Regions from separate parts of the Mus musculus genome. Here region 1 is linked to region 2. Evidence: chromatin contacts called from public promoter capture Hi-C data. All regions are on one chromosome and are shown on one strand. The core of a region is the stretch at or near the end of the contact, and the rest is flanking DNA. Distances in the headings are between cores, read along the strand shown.

The links. Promoter capture Hi-C pulls out the DNA fragments that hold promoters and counts their contacts.
Region 1: a contact with region 2 is called in a promoter capture Hi-C map of the HPC-7 cell line. The contact joins the enhancer-like site here to the promoter of Tdrkh in region 2. A contact is called at or near these places in 16 of 39 promoter capture datasets (the 3T3-L1 cell line, 3T3-L1-derived adipocytes, the C10 cell line and 10 more), 2 of 115 datasets of contacts at active chromatin or transcription factors (craniofacial prominence and pancreatic cancer cells) and 1 of 9 other capture datasets (embryonic stem cells).

What each region holds. Positions count from the first base shown.
Region 1 is chr3:94,802,864-94,808,591 of GRCm38.p6, forward strand. No RefSeq gene overlaps it. Among named protein-coding and RNA genes, the nearest start is that of Gm40094, 15 kb to the right of the region's middle. Within about 2 kb of position 1,503, at least 58 of the 459 cell types and tissues checked have an H3K27ac peak or open chromatin away from gene starts, as enhancers often do. A contact at or near this core is called in 3T3-L1-derived adipocytes and pancreatic cancer cells, where this site is marked.
Region 2 is chr3:94,409,807-94,415,775 of GRCm38.p6, forward strand. Tdrkh (tudor and KH domain containing protein) reads left to right here and starts at 3,438. Exons shown (of 14, transcript NM_001357711.1): 1 at 3,438-3,556. 1700040D17Rik (RIKEN cDNA 1700040D17 gene) reads right to left here and starts at 3,149. Exons shown (of 2, transcript NR_152121.1): 1 at 2,888-3,149; 2 at 1-360.

The DNA of each region.
Region 1 (5,728 bases), core at 253-2,752, 390 kb after region 2:
GCTTCTTTGGGCACTTCATTGTATGTGATGTACAGACATATCACATACACAATAAATCTAGGAGAAGGAGAAAAGAAAGGAGGAGGAGAAGAAAAGGAAGAAGAGGAAGAGGAAGAGGAAGAAGGAAGAAGAAGAAGAAGAAGAAGAAGAAGAAGAAGAAGAAGAAGAAGAAGAAGGAAGAAGAAGAAGAAGAAGAAGAAGAAGAAGAAGAAGAAGAAGAAGAAGAAGAAGAAGAAGAAGAAGAAGAACCACCACCTCAACCAACTTGTCTCTAGGATTTGAAACAGAACCCAGAAGTGTTTGTGTTTGTGGTCTGTTATCAAACCCCAAAGACTGCAATGATGGAGACCCAACCAGGAGTTGTTAAAGCTTGGCCACTGGTGATTAAATTTGGGGAGAAGATTTCCAACACTCTTCAGAAAGTCCTGTGAAGCTTTCCTCTGTGGAGTTCTGATTGCTTGCTACATTCTAGATGCAGAGAAACTGGGAACTGGGGCCTGGATTCTTCTAGAAAGTGGGTGGGCCACCCTGGTCTTTCACATCCTATAGCACACCTAGAGCAATGGAGTCCTGGGACAGCAGAAAGGGATGCAGAGTTTCCGGCTTTCCCAGGAGAAAGTCATCCCTTCCTTGGGCTGTAACCAGGAGGGTTTTCTGCAGATTCAAGACAAAGACCAGTTAAATAAAAATAACAAAAAGTTTGCAAAAGTTCTCAACCCCACTAACAAAATACTTTTCTCCTTTGGTTCTCAGAAAAGGGAGAGGTTCTTATCCTAGAATGTCTAGAAATTCCACAATGGCGTGCTTTATGTCTTGTCTCTCTGGGCTTTCCTTTGTTTTCCCTGAAAATAATCTCTTGATTTTAGAGCTATGATGTAGTTTAGAGGTAGAGCACTGTGTATCGTGGGAGAGGCCCTGGCTTTCTTCCTTTGCACCAGAACGGGGATAAAAAAAATCTTATTTCAAAACAAATTTATTTGAGTACAAACATGAATTAGATGAATTTTATATACAAATAAGCATATATAAATTAAATATCTAAGTTGTGTGATTTAAAATTTTTACTGGGAATTTTTTTTCTTTTTGGAAAATAGCTTATTAAAGTATGTTTGACAAATGGTACAGCTTCAAATGTAAAGTGTACTGTGGGAAAGTTCCCATGTGTGTATACATCTATGGAATCCCTCCTACAGGCAAGATAGCAATTGTAGAATTTGGAGGTACAGGGTGGATCTGTTTTCCCTGAGTTTTGACCTCTTATTAGCTCACAAATTTGTACTATGAGTAATGAAACAAGATGAGTCACTTACAAAAAAAAAAAAAATTCTGCGAAAGTAGTCAGGAAAGAAAACTAACGTGCTACCCACCCGCTTGGCAGGTGCTCACTAGCTCATTAACAGCAATCTTGTCACTACACGGTTGGCTCTCTCTCTTCACTGAACACAGGGCTCAGCGGGAATGCAGAGGGCTGAGCTCAGTGGGGATTCTGGGCCAGCTAGCAGCGGCTACTCAGTGTGGAAGCTGGAGAGATTCCTGCCCTTGGCTCCCCAGTAGCTCTGCTTCTTGCTTGAGGTTATTAGGCGTGAGGTCTTTGCTATTTCAACATTCCCCGTGGCGAGGAGAAAACAGGAGCTCCTTTGTCCTGCCGGCCTATCCTTCTAGCATCTAGATTGAAGTCCTGTTCTTCGCCACGATTCAGCCGTATTTAATAAATTGCTGCTACCTGGTGCCACACTGTTTCAGGCTCAGGGTGTGGAGCAGAAGTCAAAACAGTGCGTTTCGCCCGCCTGAATTAAGTTCTTGTGCTTCTTTCTGTGAGGAAACTAAAAGTTAGACTCTTGATGCTGCCCGTCGGTAACTTGTGGGTTATTCCCACCTGTGTATCCTCTTTTCTCCTTGCCTTTGCCACTGCTGCGGGCTCTATAATCTTCACCAGGCCCATGACCTCCCCTGAACTGGGTGTTTCTTCCCTGTTCCCTAACCGTGGGGAAGGTCTTTCCTCTGTCCCTGGCTCCTCTCCCTCAGGGGTTCATTCACGTTCATACTTTCTACTTTGGCTTCTAAATCAAGACAACTCTGTCAATCCTGGCCTCTCATCCATAAACCAAGTCTGTCTCCCACTTTCTCCGGGTCTCTGCGCCTGCCTGTCTCATCTCTGATTAGGGCACAAAGTAGGTGCACGGGCTTCCCCAGCGTGTCACCTCTCTAACCCAGAGTTCTTGTCTCCACTTCTCACAGCCCTCAATCACCCAAATGTGAGGAGTGACTCTTTGCTTGGAATTATACCAGAGACTACCAATTAGGAAACCCAGATGGGCACTGTGGCTCACATCTGTAATACCAGAGGACAGCTGTGAATTAGAGCAGCCTGGGCTACTGAGTGGAGTCAGAGGGCCTGGGGAATTGGTTCTGTTGTTCATGCTGCTTCTCAGGCTCACTTCTTAGAACCATATGGAAGCTCACAACCTAGAGTCTGGGACTCCAGTTCCAGGGGACCTGATGCCCTCTTCTGACTGATTTCCCAGGGGATCAAGCACATACATGGCATACATACATACATACATACAGGCACACACGCACACACACTATATCTATATCTATATCTATATCTATATCTATATCTATATCTATATCTATATCTATCTATATCTATATCTATATAGTGTGTGTATGTGTGTATATGTATATATATAGTGTATGTATATATGTATGTATATATATATATATATATATGCAGATATACACACAGGCAAAACATGCATATAATAAAGTAAATAAAATCTAAAGTAAAATCTAATAACAAAATCAACTATAATAATAAGATGGCAAAGGCCTATGAGTTCACCAGAATAGATTTATCAGCTGACAACATAGATTTAGCCACTCATTCAGTTCACGTTTATAAAGTACCCACCACAGTTCCATCTGATTCAGTGCCCTCTTGTGGTCTCTGAAGGCACCAGGCACGCATGTGGTGCACAAGCATACATGAAAGTAAAACACCATAAATATCAAACAAAAAATGATGGTATTAATAATAAAAACCAAGCCAGTGCTGAAAAGATGGCTCAGTGATTAAAAGGGCTTGCTGCTCAATCATGAGGAAGGAATTTGGGTCCCAGTACCTACATTTAGCAGCTCACAGACTGCCTGTAACTACAGATACCTCATCTGGCTTCTAAAGGCACCTACATGCATATGCATTCTTACCCCCAACCCCTGACACACACATGCACAAATAAAATCAAAATAAATTTTAAAATCAAAGGAAAAAAAAACCAAACAAACCTAGTACCTATCCCAAATATGAAACATCTAAAACAAATACTTAAGTGCAGCGCAACTTGATGGACTATGCGGAGTGGGCCCAGCCTTCAGCAAGGTCCGCTGGGAAATAACACTGGACTTTGGAGAAGATTGGTCACTGCTAGGCTTAGGTCAGATTGTGCAGGGAACAAAAAGAGTTAAGACGGGAATCTCTGAGAACCTAGAGAAGAGGGAGGAGGCAGGAGGCAGCAAGGGCTAGCAGCTTGGATTCCAGCTCTGGCTGACTCTGTCCTGGACAGGGCTGGTACAGAAGGAGTCTCACTCTGACCACTCAGCAAGATGATCAGAAATGACAGCTGTGCACAAGCAGCAGAAAGTCCTCTGCTACAACCGAGCAGCTGAAACAAATATGAATAAGTAAAATGAAAAATATATATAATGTCCTGGATAGGATCCTGGAACAGAAAGAAGACACTAAATTAGAAATGAAGGAGGCTGGAGAGATGCCTCAGGGGCTGACATGACAGCACTGGGTGCTTGCTCTTCTAGAGGACCAGGGTTCAATTCCTAGCACCTACACAAGGCTCAAAACTGTAAGTCCAGTCTCGGGTGTGCAGCGCTGCCTTCTGGTCTCCACAGGCACAAGGCCACAAGTGATGCATTGACATGCATGCAAGCAAAACACCCACACACATAATTTAAAGAAACTAAGAAAAGAAAAAGTTTGTCCTTTAGCTAGTAGCAGTAATCGTTATAAATATGTCATACTACTAATATTAAGATATAAAGAATTGGAAAACTGAGCAGGGCATGGTGGTACACGCTGTAATACCAGTATCTGAGAGGCCAAGGAAGGAGAATTTTCATAAATTCAGGGCAAGATTGAGCTAAATAATGAGGCCTTGTCAAAAGAACACACACCACTAAATGATAATAACCTTGGCATGGTGGCAAACACCTATAATCTCAGCACTTGGAAGGTAGAGGAAAGACAACCAGGAGTTCAAGGCCATCCTTGGTTACACAGAAAGTTTGAGGCCAGCCTGGGCTACCTGTTCTAGTTCCTAATGAAATCTTGATTGTGATAGTTTGGCATGCTAAGCTCTAGGGGAAGGGCCTGTCACTATGTGAATTCCGGGTTGGGGAGGCTAATCAAGGCACTGCTGTTGTCGAGTCCACTGGCGCTCAATGGCAGAACAGCTTCTTATGCACAAGGCCTTGGGTCCAGTCTCTGGCACCAGCACCAACTACAGACAGGAATCTAATGGAAAGATGAACAAAGGAAAGAAACAAGACGCATTTTGTTCCTACTCGTAGTTTCACAAAAAGAACACAGCCAACACAAAACAGAGGAAAGCCCTCTGCTTCACACATAATCAAACAGATGCGAATCAGAGCAACTCCAAGACCTCATTGCTTTGTCTATCAGGTTGGCAGGGTTTCACTGCTGTTCTGTCTGTTTGTTTGTTTGTTTTGTTTTCAGGTTGGGAAACGCCGGGCACTAGCACACTGTGAGAAAAACAGGCATCCTCAAGTGTTCCTGGTAGGAGTGAAGAGTCTCAGTCTTTTTGGTGACCAACCATCCAATAACCGTCATTTGAAAATACAATTATATTTTGACTCACTGACAAATCCCATTGCTACAGCAGTGGACGAGTATAATTTTGAGGTCTGCCAAAGTGCATGCTGTGTATAAACATACATAGTCCTTTTAGCATTTCTTTTCTCCTTTTCCTTTTTTTAAGAAAAGATTTATTTTTATTTTATGCGTATAGGTGTTTTGCCTGCATGTATGTCTATGTACCATGTGCGTACCAGTTGCTCATGGAAGTCAGAAAAACAGCATCAAATTCCCTGGTACTAGAGTTATAGACAGTTGTGAGCAGCCATGTGGGTGATAGGAACTGAACCTGGGTTGTTAAAAGAGCAACCAAGAGCAACCGATGCTCTTAACTGCTTAGCCATCTCTCCAGCCTCCCCTCCCCCACCTTTTTTAAATGGCATGTCTCTATATGGTGCTGGCTGCATATACAAGACTGCCTTGAGCCTACACTGGTCTTCCTGTCTACCTCTAAAGTACGGGGATTACAAAGTGTTTGCTACCATGCCCAGATCAATAATTTCTAAAACTCCAAAAATTTTCACATAAAGTAAGGGTCATAATAGGAGAGTCAATACATACATTGTAATACTCCTACCTGTACTATGGGTGTTGGGCTGTTAGAAGAAAACAGATTTGTATATGTTAATAAGAGAAGATTGCTAGGGCTGGAGAGATGGCTCAGTGGTTAGGAGCACTGATTGCTCTTCCAAAGATCCTGAGTTCATTTCCCAGTGACCACATGGTGGCTCACAACCATCTGTAATGGATCCAATGCCCTCTTCTGGTATGTCTGAACACAGCTACAGTGTACTCACATACATAATACAAATAAATAACATTTTTAAAATACCTAAATTG
Region 2 (5,969 bases), core at 2,188-4,687:
TCTTGAGGGTAAGGCAGGAGGATTGCCTAGAGTGACTTCCGAGCCAGCCTGTGCTACAGAGCAAAGAGCCCATCACAAACCAACAAACTGTGCATTTATCATTTGTACATGTACTATGAATTATTTTTTATAGCATGTATTAGTGGCATTAGAATATGAATAGATCATTGGAGCAAACTAGGCTTAAAGAGAGGGCTGGAGAGGTGGCTCAGCTGTCAAAAGCACTTGCTATCTCTTGCAGAGGACCTGGGTTTGATTCCTAGCATCCTCATGGTGGCTCACAACCTTCTGTAACTCCAGTTCCTGGGAATCCAGCACCTTCTTCTGGTCTCTTCACACACCAGGATTACACATAGTATGCTGATAGACATGAAGATAAAATATTTGTCCATGAAATAAAATAGACTCAAAGATAGGTAAGAATTTGAATAGTATAAAGGTGGTATTCAAAAATATAGAACATATGAAAAGTTGGGTAAAACAAAGTTGTACATCTGTCTCACATCTTTATGCCATAATAAATTCCAGAAGAGTCAAAAATTTATATGTTCAAAAATACAAAATGTCTTTTTTAAGAAAAACAAGGGTTTTAAAAATAATTTTTAGTAATGAAAGACTTTTCTAAATGATATGAACCCCAAAAGTTATTTTTAAAAAATGTTGATAAATTCAACTACATAAAAATTACTGGAGCTGTGAAGGTGGTTCAGCCAGTTAAAGGCCTGCTCTGTAAACGTGAAGACCTAAGTTGGGATTGGTGCACTCACATAAAAAGCCTGAGGCAATGTCTCGGGAGTGAAGGATGAGGCTGGTCTTTGCAGCTCACTGGCCAGCTAGCCTAGCCTAAACACTAGTTCCAGGTTCAGTGAGAGACTCTGTCTGGTATTATGTTTTGCTTTTGTTGTTGTTGTTTTGCTTTCTGAGACAGGATTTCTCCTTGTTGCCCTGGCTGTATAGAACTCACTCTGTAGACCAGGCTAGCCTCGAATTCAAAGATTACCTACCTCTGCCGTCTGAATGTTGTGATCAAAGGTGTGCACCATTATTTACCAGCCTGGTTGGTTAGTTGGCTGGTTTGCTTGTTTTTAAGGTGGAAAATGATTGAGGAAGGTGTCTGTGTTCAATGTTTGATCTCTAGCTTCACACACACACACACACACACACAATGCTCTTGTACAGCAAAACCATAAACAAAGTTTGAAATTACATAGAATAGAGGCTGGAAAGATTGCTTACCAGTTAAGACACTGGCTACTATTCTCTAGAGGACTCTGGTTCAGTTCCCAGCACTCACATGACAGCTCACAACCACTTGTCACTCCAGTTCCAGTGGATCCAAGCCTCTGTAGGCACCAGGCACACACATGGTGCACATATATGCATGCGGGCAAAATACTCATAAAAATAAGATTTAAATAAAAATGGAAAACAGAGTAAACTTGAAAGAGAGGGAAGTGCTTACTTCTAACATATGTACAATGAATAACTATTAGGATTTAGTAAGTAGTAAAATATTAACAAAGCATGTAAACAACTTGCATAAAGTACAACTTAAACACATTACATGCAGCCTTACTTACAATAAATGAAATGAAAATCAAAGTTGCAATAACATGTTAATTTCTATTATTGGGTTGTCCAAAAAAAAAAAATCAGGCTGTGTGACAACATATGGTGTCAGTATGCTATCATACAGGTCCTTTTCATGCATGCCTGGTAGGTGCAAAACTTTTTAAACTTCTGTGGAAGGCAATCTGGCAATACTAAATCAAAGCCTTTTCAAATATTGTTAACTGAATAAAAACTGGAAAAAATGTTTGTGGGAAAATCTTTGCAAAGCTGTGTACATTCAAATGAAATAACAAGGCACAATTCTTTGAGCTAATGTTTGTATTCGTTAAGTAGTTACCATGGGGATAGTCATTTAAAAGCAAAATTAATCTGAGCATGGTGATACATGCCCAGGTGCATCTCTAAGTTTGATTCCAGCCTCATCTACAAAGAGAGACCCTGTCTCAAAACAACAAAACAAAACTGGTCCACCCAAAGAGTTCCAAGCCATCCACGACTATATAGAGATACTGTGTCTTATAAGTAAAAAAAAAAAAAAATTAAAGTGCAAAGTGAAGTATGCTTAAAAGTAAACATGTTAAAAGTTCTGGTTAAATACATCTTCTATATCCCTGTCATATCTTGAGATTTAACTAAGAGTCAGAAAGGTAGTTGCTTTGAAACACTAACATATATAAAAAGGAAGTTATAAAATTATATCTATAGCATGTTTTCAGCTGTGCAAAAATACATTTACGTGTATTTTAAGTGTGGGATGAAAAATTTCCCAAGAAACTGGTTGTACTGGTTGCCTCTGAAGGGACATTTTCTTCAATAACCTTTTGTTACTTGTGAATCTTCTTGAAAGTGCATGTATTATTTACCCAAATATATATTTTGGATGACTAGAAGGCGAGCATGTTTGCAAGCCCAGCTACTCAAGAGCCTAAGGGAACAAAATTTGAGAACAGCCTGGACAACATAGCAACATATAACAGTAGTAGTGGTAATAATAATAATAATAGGAAATTGACCCAAAGACATCTGGGTCAGACACAATGCTAGCTATGTTCACTCAACAAATGTTTAATGAGTATTCATCATGTGCCAGCACAAAACATCTCCTGGAGACTCGGAGCGACTGTGCCCTCGCCTCAAAGTGAAGGTGGTAGCAGGGCCAACCGTTCCTAACGGTTCGGGAACGACCCAGACGGCGGCTGGAATTCAGTTTTTCAAGCAAACCGCTGCCTGCCAAATCCTCCCCCTTCCACAGGTCCACGGCCCCGGGGCAAGGCAGGGGGCCCCTGCTGGCGCGCTCCTCCCATAGCTGCCTTACCCAGGTGGTGGCCACGGTGACTTTCGGTCCACGTGGCGTGTGCAGCGCCCGCCCCCATTTCACTCCTTTAACATAGTTGCTTTCCTGTCCCCTGGCTAAGATGGGGGTAGGGGGTCCATCCAGGCAGAAATTCTTAACAGATAAAGTGGCGCCGCAATCAGGAGGTGGCTTCCCCCAAGGCCGCTGGCCGCGGAATGACTCCGTAGGCCTCGGGACACCCACGAGTGACCCAATCCCCCGACCCTCGGAGCGCCAAAGTCCCTCGCGGCTTAAAGCAGCACAACCTCCTAGAGGAGGACCGAGGACTCCAGAAGCCTCTAATTGGCTGTTTAATTCTCAGCAGGTGCGAGCTCCATTAAAAGCATCGGCTTCCCCGGGCTCTAACTGGCTGTGGACGTGGGCGGGCTTGGATTTTCATCCGGGTAATTGGACTTGAGCGCGCACCAGCCACGTCGCTCACGGCAGTCCGCAGAAGGATTGGCTGCGGCGGAGGAGCGCGATTGGTCAGACTTCAAAGTGAGCGTTGATTGGTGAGGATGCGCTGCGGGGGCGGAACAAGCGGCTGCTGAAAAGCGACCCGCTAGGCGGCTGCGCTGAGGGAGCGACAGGGCGGCGGCGGCGGGGGTGAGGTGCGAGGCGAAGCGCAGAGCGCGCAACTCTGGAGGAGCGGTAAAGGCAGGGCGCGAGAGGGAAGTTTGGGGTGTGGGAGAAGCAGAGCGGTAGGGACCCTGGCAATTGGAAGACCGAAGCGCGGGACTGAGGGTCGGGAGGCGTGGGACACTTGGGGGCTAGGAGTGAGGCCCTCGCGGATCACCGCGTGGGGCAGCTGTGCTGGGAGCTAATAACCAGACTCAGATCAGGGGCTCTGGGCCGGGGAGCTAGGCCCCCAGGATTGATAGGACGTTCACCACAACTCAGCACTCCTAAGCCGGCTCTCTTTGAAACGAGGGACCTTTTATTAATTTGCCTTTTACCTTCCTCAACTTAGTCCAGTGACTGTTTGTAGCTGCAGGGTGTTTTGTTGCAAGGTGTTTTGTTTTCTTTTAGTGGCGGAGCCTGTGACAGTCAGCTGGTTTTGAACTCAAAATCCTCCAGCCCTTGCCTCTGAAGTGGTGGAAGTACAGTACAGGCCAGCACCAGAACGCTCTAGATTGGATTGATTGTCTATCAATCTTCCTTTCTCAAATTTACTTGTAATATCTGGTTAGATTTGCCTGTTGGTTGGTTGGTTGGTTTTTGTTTTTGTTTTTGTTTTTTTAAGGTTTATATATTTTATATATGTGAGTGCATCGCTGCTGTCTTCAGACACACCAGAAGAGGGCGTCAGATCCCATTACAGATGGTTGTGAGCCACCATGTGGTTGCTGGGAGTTGAACTCAGAACCTCTGGTAGAGCAGTCAGTGCTCTTAACCGCTTAGCCATCTCTCCAGCTGATTGGTTGGTTTTTGAGACATCTCTTGTAGTTAACCCAGACTGGTCAAGAACTTGTCCTGTAGCCATCCTTAAACTGCTGATCCTTCTACCTCCACCTTTCAGGTACTGGTATTTGGGAGATTGGACACCTGGCTTCCTTACCATCACCACTCCCAAACAGGATTTCATGTCACCCACAGTGGCCTTGTACTTGTTATGAATGAATTTAGGCTCTAGTTCTTTCTGTCTCCACCTCCTCTCTGTTGGGGTTATATGCATGTGTTGTCACACCAGGCTCAGACCGCTTTGGTGTTTTAAGTAAAATCCTGGTTGGTTTGCCTGATTTGAGTTCACTAGCCTATCCCTTATGATATTATCCCTTAGTAACACACTTAGCACAAATTTACTTGTAATATCTGGTTAGATTTGCCTGTTGGTTCAAATGGATATCACCCAGCAAACCTGTCCTCGTCACAGGCATTTACCCTGTGACATATACTCCGTCCACAAAAATCAGTGTTTTCTGGCATACCATCTACCAGGTGTCCCATTCAGAAACTTTATAACTAACTCCTTTACTTTGCCCTCTACCTTACCATAAATCAATTGCTAGGTCTTCAGTATTTGTACTACCAATTCATGCTCTGGTTTTTCTATTATGGATACATGCACTAGATATCTATTGGTCTGTTACTACTACTTTCAGTTCATTCTCATAACAGACAGAGTCATTAATCAAGAATTACAGGGGCCAATAAGATGGTTAATGCAACAAAGGGAAACTTGATGAAGTCAATCATCAAAAATGACGATTGAGACTAAGAGAGAACCAACTCCACAGAACTGTCCACTGACCATCACACTTCTGTCTTGACACACAGTTGTCAAGACAACTGATTCCCAAATGTCCTCCAACCTCTGTATTCATGCCAGGACACTTACTTGCATGGACATAAATAAATGTGATTAAAAAGCAGCCTGACATGTGCTGAGAATGTAAGTTTGGGACACTGTGAAAGTCAGGATTTAGGAAATTTGGATGCAGATTCAGAAAAATATCAGATATTCTTAACTATGATTCTGATAGTTTCAAAACTGAAAAACTAGTGCTATGGGCTTCTATAAAGAGACACTAATGACTGACCTTCAGAACAGTTATTTCCCTTGCATATTCTAAAACTGGTGGACTAGTTATCTTAAGGAAAATCTTTTTATATTTCTAAGCCCCAGTTTCCTCAGTTTTAACATGAATGGAACAAAAGAATCTTTTAAGATCCAGCCCAGTTCTAAAATTGATTTCTACGCCATATAACATGAATTATGAGATCAAATGTAGCATAAAATAAGAACATGAAAATACATCGAGCTGGACTTACTTTGATTTTCCTCTAGGGTATGCACGCCTCCCTTGTCATCCAAAAAGTTCCTTGAAAACAGCTAAGTTTTTCTTGTCTACTATGTTCTCAGAACCAAGTCTATATTGGAACTCTATTAATTTGAGTAAATTGGCAAGAGATAAATATACAGTATCTTTTTCTCTGAGATTAACTTACTTTTATTTATATATGTGTGTGGATGACTGTGGAGGCCAGAAAAGGGTGTCAGATCTCCTGGAGTTGGAGTTACCTGATGTGGGTGTGGGGATCAAATTGGGGACCTCTATAAGAC